Linked DNA regions of Rattus norvegicus: region 2 is linked to region 1. A link is a contact called in public Hi-C data. All regions are on one chromosome and are shown on one strand. The core of a region is the stretch at or near the end of the contact, and the rest is flanking DNA. Distances in the headings are between cores, read along the strand shown. Region 1 holds the start of Uba7 (ubiquitin-like modifier activating enzyme 7). Region 2 holds the start of Nicn1 (nicolin 1, tubulin polyglutamylase complex subunit).

Evidence for each region. Hi-C and Micro-C count contacts between places; a contact is called where the count stands out from the background.
Region 2: a contact with region 1 is called in a Hi-C map of hepatocytes, with 1.7 times the contacts expected there. The contact joins the promoter of Nicn1 here to the promoter of Uba7 in region 1. A contact is called at or near these places in 2 of 12 Hi-C or Micro-C datasets (Schwann cells and hepatocytes).

Annotation. Positions count from the first base shown.
Region 1 is chr8:117,542,385-117,545,254 of GRCr8, forward strand. Uba7 (ubiquitin-like modifier activating enzyme 7) reads left to right here and starts at 1,518. Exons shown (of 24, transcript NM_001393920.1): 1 at 1,518-1,717; 2 at 1,802-1,970; 3 at 2,059-2,193; 4 at 2,297-2,403; 5 at 2,711-2,801. The coding sequence starts at 1,689.
Region 2 is chr8:117,853,564-117,856,433 of GRCr8, forward strand. Nicn1 (nicolin 1, tubulin polyglutamylase complex subunit) reads left to right here and starts at 1,475. Exons shown (of 6, transcript NM_001034999.1): 1 at 1,475-1,681. The coding sequence starts at 1,550.

The DNA.
Region 1 (2,870 bases), core at 268-2,767:
TGACAAAACAAACAAAATAACTCAGGTCATGGTGCATGCCTTTAATCCCAGCACTCAGAGGCAAAGGCAGGGTCATGTCTGAGTTCGAGGCCAGCTTGGTTTACAGGGCTACACAGAGAAACCTTGTATTGAAGAAACAAACAATAGCAAGACGCACATCCAGTGCCACCAGTCCATTGAGCCCGTTGTGGTCACAGCTAACCACTTTCCTGTTGGAACTGAGCCCACTCTACAGGAGGGAATTCATGTCTGATATTATAAACCTGATCAAAAACCAGTGGTTGGGTAGGTCTGAGGCCCTCATGGGAGAGCAATAGATATTTTGCAAAATAAACATGATACACCCATTTCATTGCCTTCTGACAGTCACGTTAATGACCGTAGAGCAGGGCCACTGTCAGCTGTTACCAAAGAAGCTTCTTTTTGTAGTGGGCGGTGATGCCTGCAGAGACTCATAACTGGTCAGAGTGTGGGGAAGAAACGACTTGAATGTTTAGCCTTAAAAGAAGTGTCTCTATCAGCCCTGTCCAAGGCTCAGGGAACGCAATGTCGTGGAAAACCAGACGAAATAGCGTGAGAGATGAAGGATGGAGTCTTAGAAGAACACAGTCTTCCGGCCACACATGGCTGCTGTACTCTTGGACTCATAGTAGCTGTGACCTGTGCAAGATCTGAACAAAATTTGGGCTTGTGAGCATCCTGTCGTGGGAGGGGTGGAGACTCAGGAGGCCTCACCGCTCCAGGAGGGCGAGACATTGTCTTTAGTTCTGTAGCCACTGGGAAGGTGCCCATGGCTTCCATAAATAACCTCTCGCATGCCCACCCTCCTGATTGAAACCAATATGAAACTCACAGAGTCACCAAGAGGAACAGCAAGAGTGGGAGGGAATAGAGAAGCTAAGGGGGGGGGGGGGGCTGGAGAGATGGCTCAGTGGTTAGAGCACTGACTGCTCTTCCAGAGGTCCTGAGTTCAAATCCCAGCAACCACAAGGTGGCTCACAACCATCTATAATGGGATCCAATGCCCTCTTCTGAATTTACAGTGTACTCATATATATAAGATAAATAAATATATCTTTAAAAAAAAAGAGAGAAGCTAATGGGTGAATATGACAAAAGGTACACGCATGAAAGTGCCATAATGAAGCACTTTATTATGTGTAATTAACATGTGCTGATGGAAGAACACGCACAAATACTCATGTACACATAATACACAAATACACAGTATACAGCAACACCCCCGTGTCATTTTCACAACTTATTGTGAGCCTACAATCATTTCAAAGCAAAAGTTTAAAATATATATATATATATATACGCATGTCTTATATGTGTATGTATGTATATATATACATACATACACATATAAGACATGCGTCTCCATTTTGTGGCTGCCCTGAGTGTCGTCTCATTCCTCAGGTCTGACTCAGCGATTCACTGGCCTCTTGTATGTAACACTTGGACCTTTCCAGGTGATAAACCTCGTTTGGCCTGCAGAGGGCTGGCATCTGTCCTCATTCATTGGAAGGACCAGGAACCAACTCTGTCTAGTTTCACTTTTGGTTTCCTGAAATTACAGAGGAGCCAGAAAGAGAGCTGTAACCAGCAGCACCCAGCAGCTCCAAGCCCTGTTTCCCTTGCTCTTCTGTGGGCACTGCAGCTTCTTCTCCAGCCCACGACTGAGAATGGATGAAGAGCTGTACTCGAGGCAGCTGTGAGTCTCAAGGTGGGATAACAAAGTCAGGTGGCCTCCAGACCTCTGGTCCCCAGCTGTCACCCTCCTTCTTCTTAACCACAGGTATGTACTGGGCTTGCCTGCTATGCAGAGGATCCGGGAAGCCAAAGTCTTGCTGTGTGGCCTGCAGGGCCTGGGAGCTGAGGTGGCCAAGAACCTGGTCCTTATGGGTGTGGGCAGCCTCACCCTGCATGATCCCCATCCCACCTGCTGGGCTGACTTGGCTGCTCAGGTAAGAGTTCTTGGGGGTCTCTATAATGCCTCCAAGAGCAGAGCCAAAGGGGAGTCTCTTTGATTAAGCTGCACTGAACTTTTCTTAGTTTTTCCTCTCAGAAGAGAGCTTGGGAAGGAGCAGGGCTGAGGCCTCTCAACCACAATTGGCCCAGCTTAATGAAGCTGTCCAGATCTCCGTCCACAGAGGCGACATCACTGAGGACCTAGTGCGGGGTTTTCAGGTGCTTACCCCAGTGCCATTTTGCATGCTAGCCTAGTACCTCCCTACTGTCCTTAATGGCAGAGAAAGTGATTCTGAGCCTGCTGATCATGGCGTCCATCTAGGTAGTGGTGCTGACTGACTCCAAGCTAGAGGACCAGCTGAATATGGGAGCCTTGTGCCATAAGAATAGAGTCTACTTCCTCATGGCTGAAACCCGGGGCCTTGTGGGGTAAGGAGACTCCCTATATACCCCACCACGTCACTGCCAACAATTGTTCCCAATGCTTTGCCCAGCCCTAAGCTTGGCCCTATCCTTACCCACTCATCCTCAAGCCTAGCCAAGGATCCTCTTAATTCTAGACTACAATCTCACCCTTGTTTCTCCACCTCGGTATGCAGATCTGCTCTAGTACACCCTACATGCCCAAATCAAAATCTCCACGTCTTTTCTATAATTTCTTTCCCTCTGGGCCTGTCCTAGTGTCCCCTACTCACAACTGATGAGCTTCCTCAGTAACTTCTGCCAACCATACTAGGCGGTTATTCTGTGATTTTGGTGAGGACTTCACTGTTGTGGACCCTACAGAGGTGGAGCCCACGTCAGCTGCCATCCAGGACATCTCTCAGGTGGGTGATAAGATGTAGAGGTTTCCCTGATGCCCAGAGAAAGGTGCCAGGGCTTGTGGAAGGTAGATA
Region 2 (2,870 bases), core at 225-2,724, 310 kb after region 1:
AATTACAGGCATTCACGGGAACCTGCAGGGAGTTTGGGGAACTAAACTTAGTCCTCTGGAAAAGCAGCAAGGGCTTTTTAACTGCAAAGCTATCTCTCCCGCTGCATGGGCTGAAATTCCTGACCATATACCTCAGATCTGTTAATCTTCCCAAATGCCTCAATATAAAACGTAAAAAGAAAACTGGGTAGGTTGGCGTGGTGACACACACCTTTAATCCCAGAATGAAGGAGGCAGAGGCAGGTGGATCTCTGTGAATTTGGGAGCAGCCTCATTTACATCTGTAGTGACATCTTGTCTGGAAAAAAAGATAAACAAATCCCAAACCGAGTATTTGCCTCCTCCCCAGTCAACCAATTTAATTGGGCTGTTATGCTTTCTTCCTTTTTTAGCCTCACATAGCCTAAGCTAGCCTGAAATCTGCTACCTAGCCTGAAACCTACTGAAGACCAGCCTTGAACGTCCGATCTTCTAGATTCTGCTTCTACCTTCCAAGTGCTGGGTTAACTAAAGCGTCACTAATGCCTGGCCTTTTATTTTTTGGACTAGATTTAGCTGGGGTTACAGGAGTGAATCAACGCACCTTGTGCCTCCACTTTTTTTTTTTTTCCCCCTTTTTGAGACAGGACTGATTTGGAACTTTTTTTTTTTTTTGGTTCTTTTTTTTCGAAGCTGGGGACCGAACCCAGGGCCTTGCGCTTCCCAGGTAAGCGCTCTACCACTGAGCTAAATCCCCAGCCCCTGATTTGGACCTCTTTCTGTAGCTCAGATTGGTCTCAAACACCCAGTGATTTATTTACCTGCTTCTGACTCTGCCTCCTCAATGTTGGGATTAAAGGCTTGCACCAACATACCTTATCTTGTTTGTATTTTTAAGAAACAATTGGGGGTTGGGGATTTAGCTCAGTGGTAGAGCGCTTGCCTAGGAAGCGCAAGGCCCTGGGTTCGGTCCCCAGCTCCGAAGGAAAAAAAAAAAAAAGAACCAAAGAAACAATTGTTCCAAGGCCAGAAGTGGGTGACAAATTCCTTAGGTCTGGAATTGCAGATAGCTGTACCCAGATGGATTTTGTGTATGCTACGGAGAGACAGTTTCTTTGTGTAACAACCTTGGCTGTCCTGAAACTCTCTCTGTAGACCAGGCTGGCCTCGAAGTCAGAATCCCGCCTACCTCTGCCTCCCAAATGCGGGACTAAAAGCAAGCGCCATCAACCGCCTAATTGTTTTATACATTTTAACCTAATAAAGTAGCCGAATTTAAGGAAGGTTTAAGCCAGCCCAAAGCATTCTGGATCTCTTTGATAAAGAACGGCTCGACGGTTGCCCAGAGCAGCCTGGGAGGGGCTTACAGACGTGTGATTGGTTGAAGAAGAACTTCCGCTGGTATTTCCGACTCTCGACCTGCCCTGACCATCGGGATTGGCTAGACTGTTACAAGCGTTATGTCGCCTGGGAGTTGTAGTTCTCTTGGTTGATAGGCGACGCCAATAAGGGCTAGTGGTTGGATGGAGACTGTTAGCGGTGATTTCGCTTGATTGTAGCCTCCCAAATCATGTCCCGTGTAGTGGTGCCCTGTCATGTGAAAAGCACTGTCGCCCTGCAAGTGGGCGACATGAGGACCTCCCAAGGTCGGCCTGGCGTGCTAGTCGTCGATGTCACTTTTCCCAACGTCGCGCCTTTCGAGGTGAGCAATCCCTACCACCCCCCACCCACCCCCACCCCCGCCCCCGCCCCACATAGATGCGGTCAAGGCTTCTGGGCGGGGAATACCTAGTAACTTGGGCGTTTCCTAGGCGTTTACACTGCCTCTAACGTGCCTCTTGCTTTTGCGAATTGGCCCTATTTAGAAGCATTTACAGTCTTTATTAATAGATTTTATTAAATAGACTAGTGTTTTCCGTTCTATCCTCTTCAGCGTCTCTACCCGGTGTCCAGGATGTTACTGGAAATATAATTTGAACCTCAGTACAAGTGAGAGGATATTTGATTTTGGCCATAGCTGGGATCATTAATGATGCAAACGTACCCATTCTGATGGCTCCTGCTACAGGTCAGGTGCAACCTAGCCTTCATCTAGGTCCTCCTAGTGACTTGTTTCCAATCCCTAGTTGCGCTTCCATCTCAGCTGACAGTGCCAGGGCCTTGCATGACCTCAGCACAGACAAAGCCTACCTCTAATGAGTAGGATTCTTTCTTCACCCACCTTCTTGGCCCTATATGCTTTGTGTTACAATATGTCATTCTCTCCCAAGATGTTGCTTACCATGGACTGGGGAGACCTAGTTAATTCATCTGACCTTGGAAAATCCGAGTTAGTGTGTTTGAGGTGGATCTTTGACATCTATATTTTTATTTACTTATTTAATAATTTTATTTTGGAAGGTTTATTTTAAATTTATGTGTGTTGCGTTTGCATGTATGCTTATATACCTTGTGCATGCCCAGTAGAAGTAGAGGCCGGAAGAAGGTTCTGAATCCCCTGAAACTGGAGTAATCCCCTGGAACTGTAAAGTGCCATGTAGGTGCTGGGAACCAAATCCTGATCTCTGTGTTTTGTTTGTTTTCTTTCGTTTTGAGCTCCATAGGTGACTCTGGTGTGCATCCAGTGATGAAAACTACTGTTATGGCAGTCGATACTGTAGGCTACCCAGCCTCCTGGCTCCCCATGCCCCTACAGTGCACTATCCTACTATTATTCTTATTCTGGTCTAAGCTGGCTAATTCTGAGAGAGAGGTGTGTGTGTGTGTGTGGGGAAGAATCTCTACTATTGCCAGGCTGAATGACAGGTTCTCTCACTGTGGTACTTTTTACAAAGAAGCTACTCTTGGGAGTGGTAGGGAACCGTTGAAATCCCAGAGTGGCTGGTCCCCAG